2 separate regions of the Mus musculus genome follow, and region 2 is linked to region 1. A link is a contact called in public promoter capture Hi-C data. All regions are on one chromosome and are shown on one strand. Each heading gives the region's core, a stretch centred on a gene start, on an enhancer-like site or on the middle of the called end of the contact. The rest is flanking DNA. Distances are from core to core; before and after follow the strand shown. Region 1 holds the start of Zfp617 (zinc finger protein 617). Region 2 holds the start of Cyp4f18 (cytochrome P450, family 4, subfamily f, polypeptide 18).

Evidence for each region. Promoter capture Hi-C pulls out the DNA fragments that hold promoters and counts their contacts.
Region 2: a promoter capture Hi-C map of macrophages shows a contact between it and region 1, with 9 read pairs. The contact joins the promoter of Cyp4f18 here to the promoter of Zfp617 in region 1. A contact is called at or near these places in 10 of 39 promoter capture datasets (the SN4741 cell line, cranial neural crest, embryonic stem cells and 6 more), 1 of 15 datasets of contacts at CTCF or cohesin (CD8 T cells), 16 of 484 Hi-C or Micro-C datasets (B cells, CD4 T cells, the HPC-5 cell line and 12 more), 7 of 115 datasets of contacts at active chromatin or transcription factors (the 230-238 cell line, CD8 T cells, bone marrow-derived macrophages and 2 more) and 5 of 9 other capture datasets (adipose tissue, embryonic stem cells, liver and 2 more).

Annotation. Positions count from the first base shown.
Region 1 is chr8:71,919,730-71,924,456 of GRCm38.p6, reverse strand. It overlaps Zfp617 (zinc finger protein 617), which reads right to left and starts at 1,632. Exons shown (of 4, transcript NM_133358.3): 1 at 1,485-1,632. The coding sequence starts at 1,487.
Region 2 is chr8:72,007,289-72,011,918 of GRCm38.p6, reverse strand. Cyp4f18 (cytochrome P450, family 4, subfamily f, polypeptide 18) reads left to right here and starts at 2,293. Exons shown (of 13, transcript NM_024444.2): 1 at 2,293-2,340; 2 at 2,677-2,875. The coding sequence starts at 2,678. It overlaps Gm51535 (a long non-coding RNA gene), which reads right to left. Exons shown (of 3, transcript XR_003947403.1): 1 at 3,268-4,630; 2 at 2,141-2,235; 3 at 1-1,911.

The DNA of each region.
Region 1 (4,727 bases), core at 383-2,882:
GGAGGAAAGAAGTAATTAAATGTCTTGACAAATTGAAAAATATCAATTAATGGGGTGCAAAGACAATAAAATAGAAGGAAAATATCTGCAATACAAGAATCGAGAAAGATGAGTGTGCTCAGTATAAACTAAACCATCACATCAGTAAAGATGGAAAAATTACTAAAACATTTAAACCACATGTAAAGAAAGACATAGCCACTTGATAATTAATAGTCAAATAAATACTAAGTGGATCCCACTATATACCATGAGGACAAAGTTCAGTCAATTAAATAATATTAAGTGCTGATCACAGAAAAGTTACTCAGGAATAAAATTTGATATAGAGTTGAGACTGTAGCTCAGTTGGTATACGGTAGATACTTGTCTAGAATGCATGAGGCCCTGGGTTTAAATTTCAGAGCTGCAAAACCAGGAGCTAGTGATGTGCTCATAGAATCCCAGCACTTGGAAGGTAGTCATAAGACTATCAGAAACTCAAAGTCAAGCTTGGCTGTAAACTAAGTTTATCAACAGCCTAGGATATGTAAGATCTAGTCTCAAACAAAACAAAAACAAACAAACAACAAAGCAAAACAACAAAAAAAATCCAAAACAAAGAAACCGATACGTTTGCAATTCACTATGATTTGAACTTGACCACGACTTAAAGTCCAGTCGTTTCCAAAAAAACTTTTATTACTGGAAAAAGGAGCAGAGGTAAGAGCAGTATTTAACCCAAGAGTAAAAGATAAACTTGAAAACCCTCAAGTACCATACTCACAGAGATGACGAAAATTGAAAAGTTCTTCCTCCGACCTTAAGTCAGAAGGGATAAAGATAGTCTCGTCATACTCTATAAAGGGATAATCTACCAAGAGGATATTACAATCCTAAATGCGGGAGCCGCATGTACCCATGGAAAAGAACTGTGACTGTCCCCTGAGAAGTTCCCTCACATCTCGGTATGTCTCAGTTTTCCCAGGTTCACTTCCATTAATCTCTGCGCTTAAGATCTATATTAGACATGTTTCTCGGGCCTGGAGAGATAACTCGGTGTGTAAGAGTGCTCGCTGAGCAAGGGTGAGAACCCGAGTTCAAATAAAAAACACCCAAGTAAATGCCAGGCATGGGGACAGAGCCCGGAGGATCGCTGGAGCTTGCTAGCAGGCAGCCTAGCCACAGGTTCAGTAAGAAACCCTGTCTCACAGGAATAAGGCGGGCCGTGACAAAGCAGGACACCGGGTGACCTCCCCTGGCCTCCGTGCATGGCGGGGCGTAAATTCTCACTCGCAAGAATTGTCTCCTAAACTTCCAGCTCGGCTCCACATCATCCAGCCTCGGAATCCCGCTTTCGACTGACTTTCCCTAAGGGGAAAAGCAGCTTTTCTGGAGCCGCAGGCGACAGTGCGCAGCCGCCCTTCGTCCCCCGGCGCAGCACCGGGATCCCGCCGCCCGGGACCAAGGGCGCCGCGCACAGCCCCGCCACTCGCCTGGCTCACCATGTCTGTGCCCAGGCCTGCCGCGGCTCCACAGAGGCTCCGGAACAGGCACTCACACGGCCGCGGAGGCTCAGCAACTTGGACTTCCTCAGCTGAGAGCTGTGAGGAGGGAAGCGCCAGCAAGAAAGATGGCGGGTGAGGAACTTCCGCTCCTCCCGCCGGCGCTGCTGATTGGCCAGCTCACACACTGGTGTCTGTACCGGGAGTTTCCGGCGGACCTCCCGACCTTTCCTAGGGTATGGCGTCATACAGCCAAGGACGCTAAACCGTCCGGGACTCCCACAGTTGGTTACTGAGAACCGCCCGGAAGGGAGATGGCGGACAAGGCGCTGCCTCTCGGCACCCTACCTGCCGCTCCTTTGGCCCTTATTGCTGGGCCCACAGATCCAGTCTCCGAAGCCTAAGTGACAGAATAAATTTATTCTCCCTCTTACTGACACAACCACTCCCTCTCCTGTCAACAACACTAATGAGATTCATTGGGACACACAAAGACATAAAAGATGAAAGAATTCGAGAGGGACAAGAGCAGGTAAAGGTCTGTGTGTGTATGAATATAAACAAGATACATGAATGAAAATGTTATATTGAAACTTTTCGTGTAATTAATACACGCTAATGACAACATTAAAAAAACTGTACTTTCCAGCAATTAAAAAAAAGCTTCAGCAGCTCTTCCACAAAGGACATTCTTTTTAGAAATGAGGTTTATTATAAAGTGCCTCAAGCCATGCTCAGCCCTGTAGGTGGAAGTGACATTAGACAGAAACAGTACAATTTATGCAGCTCTAAAAATAGGGCCTTAAGCCGGGTGTGGTGGTGCACACCTTTAGTCCCAGAACTCGGGGGGGGGGGGCAGAGGCAGGCGGATTTCTAAGTTCGAGGCCAGCCTGGTCTACAAAGTGAGTTCCAGGACAGCCAGGGCTATACAGAGAAACCCCGTCTCGAAAAAACCAACAACAACAACAACAACAAAAAACCAACCAACCAACCAACCAACCAACAAAAAAGGCCTTAAAAGAAGGGGCAGGGGGCCAGGCGTGGTGGTGCACGCCTTTAATTCCAGCACTTGGGAGGCAGAGGCAGGCAGATTTCTGAGTTCGAGGCCAGACTGGTCTACAAAGTGAGTTCCAGGACAGCCAGAGCTATACAGGGAAACCTTGTCTCGAGAAAAAAAAAAAAAAAAAAAAAGAAGGGGCAGGCTTCCATTCGAAGCCTGGCAGGCGGGTCTGGGAGGAGGTGATGTGGGGAAGGAGGTAGAGGAGATGAGGGGCAGGCAGAGGTGGACAGACTAACCTTGAGAAGGGGAGGGGAGAGCAGAAGAGCCTGAGATACAGCTTTCATTGTCTGGACCAAATCCCAGAGCTATCTATCTTCCTAAGGTGTCTCAGACTACTCCCCAGAACAAATAAAAAGGTCTGATTTTTTAAAAAATTACCTTTTAGGGGGCAGGAACTTTCATATCACTTGATATGTTTCAGCATAGTGTACCTGAACGGGAGCAAGGACGAGCCAGGTACTATTGAGAACTGTCACAGCACAACACACTGCTTAACTCTGTCCAAGTGAGGGCTGCATAAAAGTTACGAGATTGGGCCTAAAGGAGCAGGCTGGTAAAAACCAGCCACTTTGGCCCACCTTGAGGGCTGTTGGATCTCACAGAATCCCTGGACAAATGGCTGAGGTGCCTATTAATAGATAAAGCAGCCTCTGGTCAACTCTCCCAGCACTTCTCACCTTACTCCCTACCCTAAACCTCCACTGCCTGAGGCTGGGCTTCCTTTCCCCCAGCCTCTGATCCTGTTATCTTTTATTTCCTGGATCTCTCTTGGTCCTCTTTCCCCATTCTCTCCTCCCCTGCTTTCGGCAACCTCTCCTCTCATGGTCCGGTTCAGTCTGGACGCTTCTAGATTTCTTTGGCTGTATTGTTTCTCCTGTCTACAATGAACCTCTTCAACCATACCAAACAGCCTTCATGTCAAAAATTTTCATTCAGGGAGTAACCATTTCAGAACGCAGTGTTTTGGAGATGCCAGTACCATGAGATGACCACCAAGAGCAGCAGCAGCAGTGGAGTACAGGCATCTGGAGCCTAGAGGACGACGCGTGTGCTACAAAGGGCATGGCTGGAGAAGTGACCCAAGTCCTTGGAGGAGCCCAGAAGATGGTGAGTTGAATCCCAGACATTGGAGGGTTGGAGATTGATTTTTGCTTTTGATTGTGACTGTGCTCTGATATTTTCCCTCTTGAAGGAAGAAACTGTTTTAGTGGAGTCCACAGTTACGAGACTTTTAATTGTAAAAAGACTTTGGATTTTAAAAGAGATGGATATTTTAAAGAGATTGAAAATTTAAGAATATGTAAAGACTGTGGGACTTTTAAAGTTATTTAGACCTTGGGGATGAGTAAGAATGTAAGGGTTGAGGCTTACTAGTGATGTATTTGTGTGTCAAGTTGACAAGGGGTCAATTGTACTGGCTAGTTTTGTGTCAACTTGACACAGCTGGAGTTATCACAGAGAAAGGAGCTTCAGTTGAGGAGATGTCTCCATGAGACCCAACTGTAAGGCATTTTCTCAATTAGTGATCAAGGGGGAAAGGCCCCTTGTGGGTGGGACCATCTCTGGGCTGGTAGTCTTGGGTTCTATAAGAGAGCAGGCTGAGCAAGCCAGGGGAGGCAAGCCAGTAAAGAACATCCCTCCATGGCCTCTGCATCAGCTCCTGCTTTCTGACCTGCTTGAGTTCCAGTCCTGACTTCCTTTGGTGATGAACAGCAGTATGGAAGTGTAAGCTGAATAAACCCTTTCCTCCCCAACTTGCTTCTTGATCATGATGTTTGTGCAGGAATAGAAATCCTGACTAAGACTCTTTCCAGAGTGAACACTACTTCTTGCTGTATGGTGGACCCTTTCAGCCTCTATAACCAGCCTCACAGAAATGAAGATATTTAAGTGACATGTGTGTTATAATCTACCAGACTAATGAAATGATGAACCTTAAGAAATAGCAATTTCCCCAAGAATCTTAAATTTGGAGAACAAAAAGGTGTCAGTCAGAAGGGGATTTATGACTTATAAGTTTACTTTTCAGGACTAGGCTGAAGTCCAGACAATAATAGGTCAATGGTGGGTAGGACCAACCTAGACTGAGACTGCCTAGTTGTCATAGGGTAGCTTCAGTTGTCAATTTGACACCCCTGAGAAGAGGAAATGTCAACTGAGCAATTGGGCATGTCATGTCTATC
Region 2 (4,630 bases), core at 1,044-3,543, 87 kb before region 1:
TTTAGACTCCATCTTAGAGAACCTGACCTAAGGTTGAACTTAAGTTAACTAACAAGCTGGCACCTAGCACCAGTTTCCAGGTTACCCCCAACAAATATACACCTCCAGATTACAACTGGAGGTTCATTTCACTTCCTAACAATTACCACTCAGGAGGAAAACAAAATGTATGGTTTGGTTCCCAATAGCAGCCAATTGTTTTAAAGGCCATAATTGTCTCCTCATCAGATGTGTACCCCTTTCTTGCCTCTATAAATGCTTGCCTGAAACTGGGATAGAGGTTTTCCTCCCATTCTCCTGCATCAGAGACAGTGGTATGGCCCAAGCTCAAACTTTAATAAAGAAATCCTAACGCGATTGCATTGGATATGGCTCCTTGGTGGTCTTTTGGGGGTTCACGAACATTTCCTGGCATAATACAACAACCCCAACAATGGGCAACTGTGAATGGGAAGTCCAAGAGTCTAGTAGTTGCTCAGTCCCACAAGGCTATGTGTGTAGGCCGGTCTTCTGTATAGGCTGGACTCCTGAAGAAGTAGGTTCCAGCAGATGCGCTGGCAAGTAAGTGCAGGCAGGCAAAGAAAAAGGAACCCTTACTTTTTCCCATTGTCCTTATGCAGGCCTCCTGAAGAAGGTATGTCTCAGATTAAAGGTGTGTACCACGATGCCTGGACCTAAGCTGTTCTTTACTTGGGACTTGCTCTGTCCCAGAATGGCCTTGAACTCAGAGATCTGCTTGCCTCTGTCTCCTGGGTTTAAAGGCATGTGCCACTTTGCCTGGGCCTACACTTTTCATGGCCACTATGTCTCAAGATTTGGATCATAGATGTACCCTCCATTTCTGGATTGTAGTTCCAGATATAGTCAAGTTGACAACCAGAAATAGCCATCACAGACCCCCAGAAGTGGAACTGTTTGAAAGTATTGTCATCATTAGGGAGTTTGTCCTTGTTGGAGGAAGTCTGTCACGGAGGCTTTGAGGTTTCAAAAGCCCATGCTAGGTCCATTCTCTCTCTGCTTGCCTATCTGTGGGCCAGGATGTAAAGCTCTCAGCTATTGCTCCACTGCTATGTGTGCTGCCATGTTTCCACCATGATGACAATGGACTGAACCTCTGAAACTGTAAGCCAGCCCCAATTAAATGATTTCTTTTCTAAGAATTGTCTTGGCCATGGTGTCTCTTCACAGCAATAGAACAGTGACTAAGATATGAATCACCATGATTTTTATTTTAAATTGTGTGTATGTATGTTCGTGTCTTTGTGTGGATATGTACATGTGAGTGTGGGTACTCAAGGAGGCCAGAAGAGAGTTGGAATGATGGTGGAGGCTTTCACTGTAGCCCAAGTGGGCCTTGAACTACATTCTTTTCTCAGCCTCTCAAGTGTTTGGATGACAGGCATAGGACACTGTGACTCTATTGAGGGCTCTAGCCACCTGACATCCTGGCTGTCTGGCTGGAGGAGGCACTGAGGATGTAGAGGGAGTTATCTCTTACTCATCTTCTTTCTCAGCAGCTGTATTTGGAGCCAGCTCTTCAATACCTACAGAGCAATCTCAGGAGGCCAGGAAGTGAATAGGCAGTCTGCTGGGAAGAGTATACTGGGTATAGGAGGAAAAACAGATGGCCATTAACAATGTTTCAGGGTGCTTCTGGTATGGAACCACCTCATGCCTTGAGATCCCAGCACTGTCAATGCCCCTCTCTTGAGAGGGAACTGTTCTCAGTAGGGTGAGACAACATTGTAGAGGGAAAAAGCTTTGGGCTTTAGGGTCTGACAAACCTAAGATTGTTTTGGGCTGTGCAACTTGGCTTAGATGCTTGCCCTCTCTGAGTTTCAGTTTGTTCTTCTGTTGACACTCGGGATTCTGGTCCAGACTGCTTACAGGCTGTGTGAGGATCCTGGGCACCTGAAGAAAGCAGACAGTTTATGTAGACTAGCCAGGGCACAGGAGGCATAATTTAGGGAGAGGAGCTACAGCACTTTCCTCACACTCTTACCAAGAGCAGAGTCCCACAGTGGTGACCAGCCTGTTTTCTCACACCCTCTTTTTGGTATTTTATCTTCATGAAACCATCCACCGCTTCCTCCAAAGTCCTTACACAAGGGGTGTGAAGTCCCGAGGACCTGGTACTCACTCTTTGTGACTCTGACAGTGCAGTCTTGCTCTGCTTCAAATTGGCTCCGCCCCCACATGATGGCCACCTATCCAGGCAGGGAGAGGCAGCTGGGCCTGCAAGGGATTGGCTGGTCTAGCCTAGACTTCTCTAGGTGCCCCTGGTCAGGAGTCAGAGAAGGGGAGAGACAGACCTGGGAAACACAGTGCTCCTGAGAGAAGGTACCAGACTAGGGCCATTGGGGCTGAGAGGTCCTAGGCTGGGGCAGGACAGGAAGTCAGAAGCAGATGTTGATTTCTGGCTAATAGTCCATGGTTTAGACTCTAATCAACCCCTTTCCTCCATCCTCTTTCATTTCCTCTCTCTCTATCTCCTTCTCTTCCCCTTTCTTCCCCTCTTCTCCCCTCCTTGCCTCCTCCCATAGATTGCCCTGGGTCTCCCTTCCTCCCCAGGCATTATCCCCAACTCTCTAATTCCCTATCCCTGTCCTTTGCCCTAGACCACACTGTCCCTCTTCCATGCCCCAGGATTTCATCCTGTGTGCATTTGCCCTGCAGGATGTCACAGCTGAGCATGTCCTGGATGGGCCTGGGCCACACAGCAGCCTCTCCATGGCTGTTGCTGTTGCTGGCTGGGGCCTCCTGCCTTCTGGCTTACATCCTTACACCGATTTATGGTGTTTTTGAGAACTCTCTTCGCCTCCGCTGTTTCCCACAGCCTCCCAAACGAAACTGGATCTTGGGACACCTAGGCCTGGTGAGTGTGGTAATAAGGTGGGTCTGGGGTTTCAGGGTAAAAGGAATTGTGAAGAGCCTTGAATAGAGCCCAGGGAGCTGGGCACAGAGGTGTGCTGGACTAGAACAGCAGAATTCAAAGTGCAATCATTTACAGATGCACTGTCCTGAGCCTTTCCCACACGGAGTCTTCTCTGAGTACTTCTCCAGCCTGTTTTCTCTGCAGATGTGGGCATGCTGCAGGGCTTCCAGCAAGGCTTACTCCAACAGAGTAAGGACCTTGGTGTTCCCAGGTTCTGTTGTGCTAGACTTGAGGTCTCCTGAGGGGAGACCAGAGCCAATCTCCACTATACCATTTGTTTTCAGCTCATCTCTGGCTTCCCACTGGTCACAGAAATGACCTACAATCCTTACCCAGACACACCCAGGGGCATAGACGGTCCAGGGGAGCTCTGAGGGCTGATTTCCTAACTCCCCATTCTTCAGCGTCTTCCTCTTATGTCTGGCTTCTCCACTGAGATGTACCAGTGAGTTATGTTGCTCAATCTAGATATGATCTAGCCTCTCACTTCCTCTTTTGGAAGCCTTCTCAGAACCCATCCTCCACAGCACACTTTGAGCATAGACTTCCATCTGGTTTTCCCTCTGTGTGATTTGGAGACATTTGCTTTCTTTTAAGTGGCACAGTGCCAGGTGTACAGAGGGCCATAGAGATTCTGCCAGAGCCTGATGTCAGCAGAGGACAAGTGAGAGTGGTCACCCTGATGGAGACTTAGAGGTCACCTTTGCTGCCTTGGGGTCTGCCAAGGCCAAGTTCCGCAGATGTGGTTGTCCTCCCTCACAGGAAGAACCAGAGACCACATGGTGTCTTGTTAACTCTCCTGGGAGATGTGAACAAGTCTATTTATCCCAGGTGGGCACCAAAACAGCATGTCCATCCGTGTTCAGCTTGCTGAGAACTATGGGCTTCTTAAGAGTTTTTATTTTTTTTCAGAGAACAGGTGAGGGGCTATTAATGGGATCATGGGTAACCTCAAATGGCTGTATCATTGTAAGGTCCCACCCATCATGGGTGATAGCCTTATGGAAGCTGCACCACGAAGTCCTGATTTAAAACCTCTTTTCGTATATACTGAAGTATATCCCAAGATCATATTTTACTGGGGTAGAGAGTCATAGCTGGAGTCCCAGGAGAAGATCTCCGGACCTTCCTTCAGGAGTTCTGACAGCTCTGACAGCATCCCCTTTGATTTGGCTACTACTCTTATGGGCAGCTATAGTTGCCATGACTACCAGGAGAAGTTGAAAATGACACCACTTTAGGCTTAGAGGGGAAAATGCCATATAAAAATAGACACGAATGCTGGGACTGCTCCCAGGATGAGAAAATCCACATTCCAAAGTCAAGGTGCACATCACGGTGTCGAGTGACTTTTCTTGGGGAGACACATCTGGGATAAGGCACCCAGGACAGGGTAATGAAACAACTTCACTCAATCTTTCTTGATGAGCTATGGTGTTTGTTGGGGTTCCACACAGGAGGTGATTCAGGCAGTTGCACCACTAAAAAGTCAACCCCAGCATGGGGTGACAACTCATGAAAGCAATATATCCCTATAGCTTCCTACTCAACATGCAGGCAGCTCCACCAAAGAGTGTTCTCCTTCCCCCAATCCTGCAACTGTTTACTAATGATATCCCTTAGGGAGTGTGCTTGTTAGTCTTATTAATTTAGTAGGCTTCCTGAGTCTTGTGACCTTCCCTTCTGAAAGAGGGA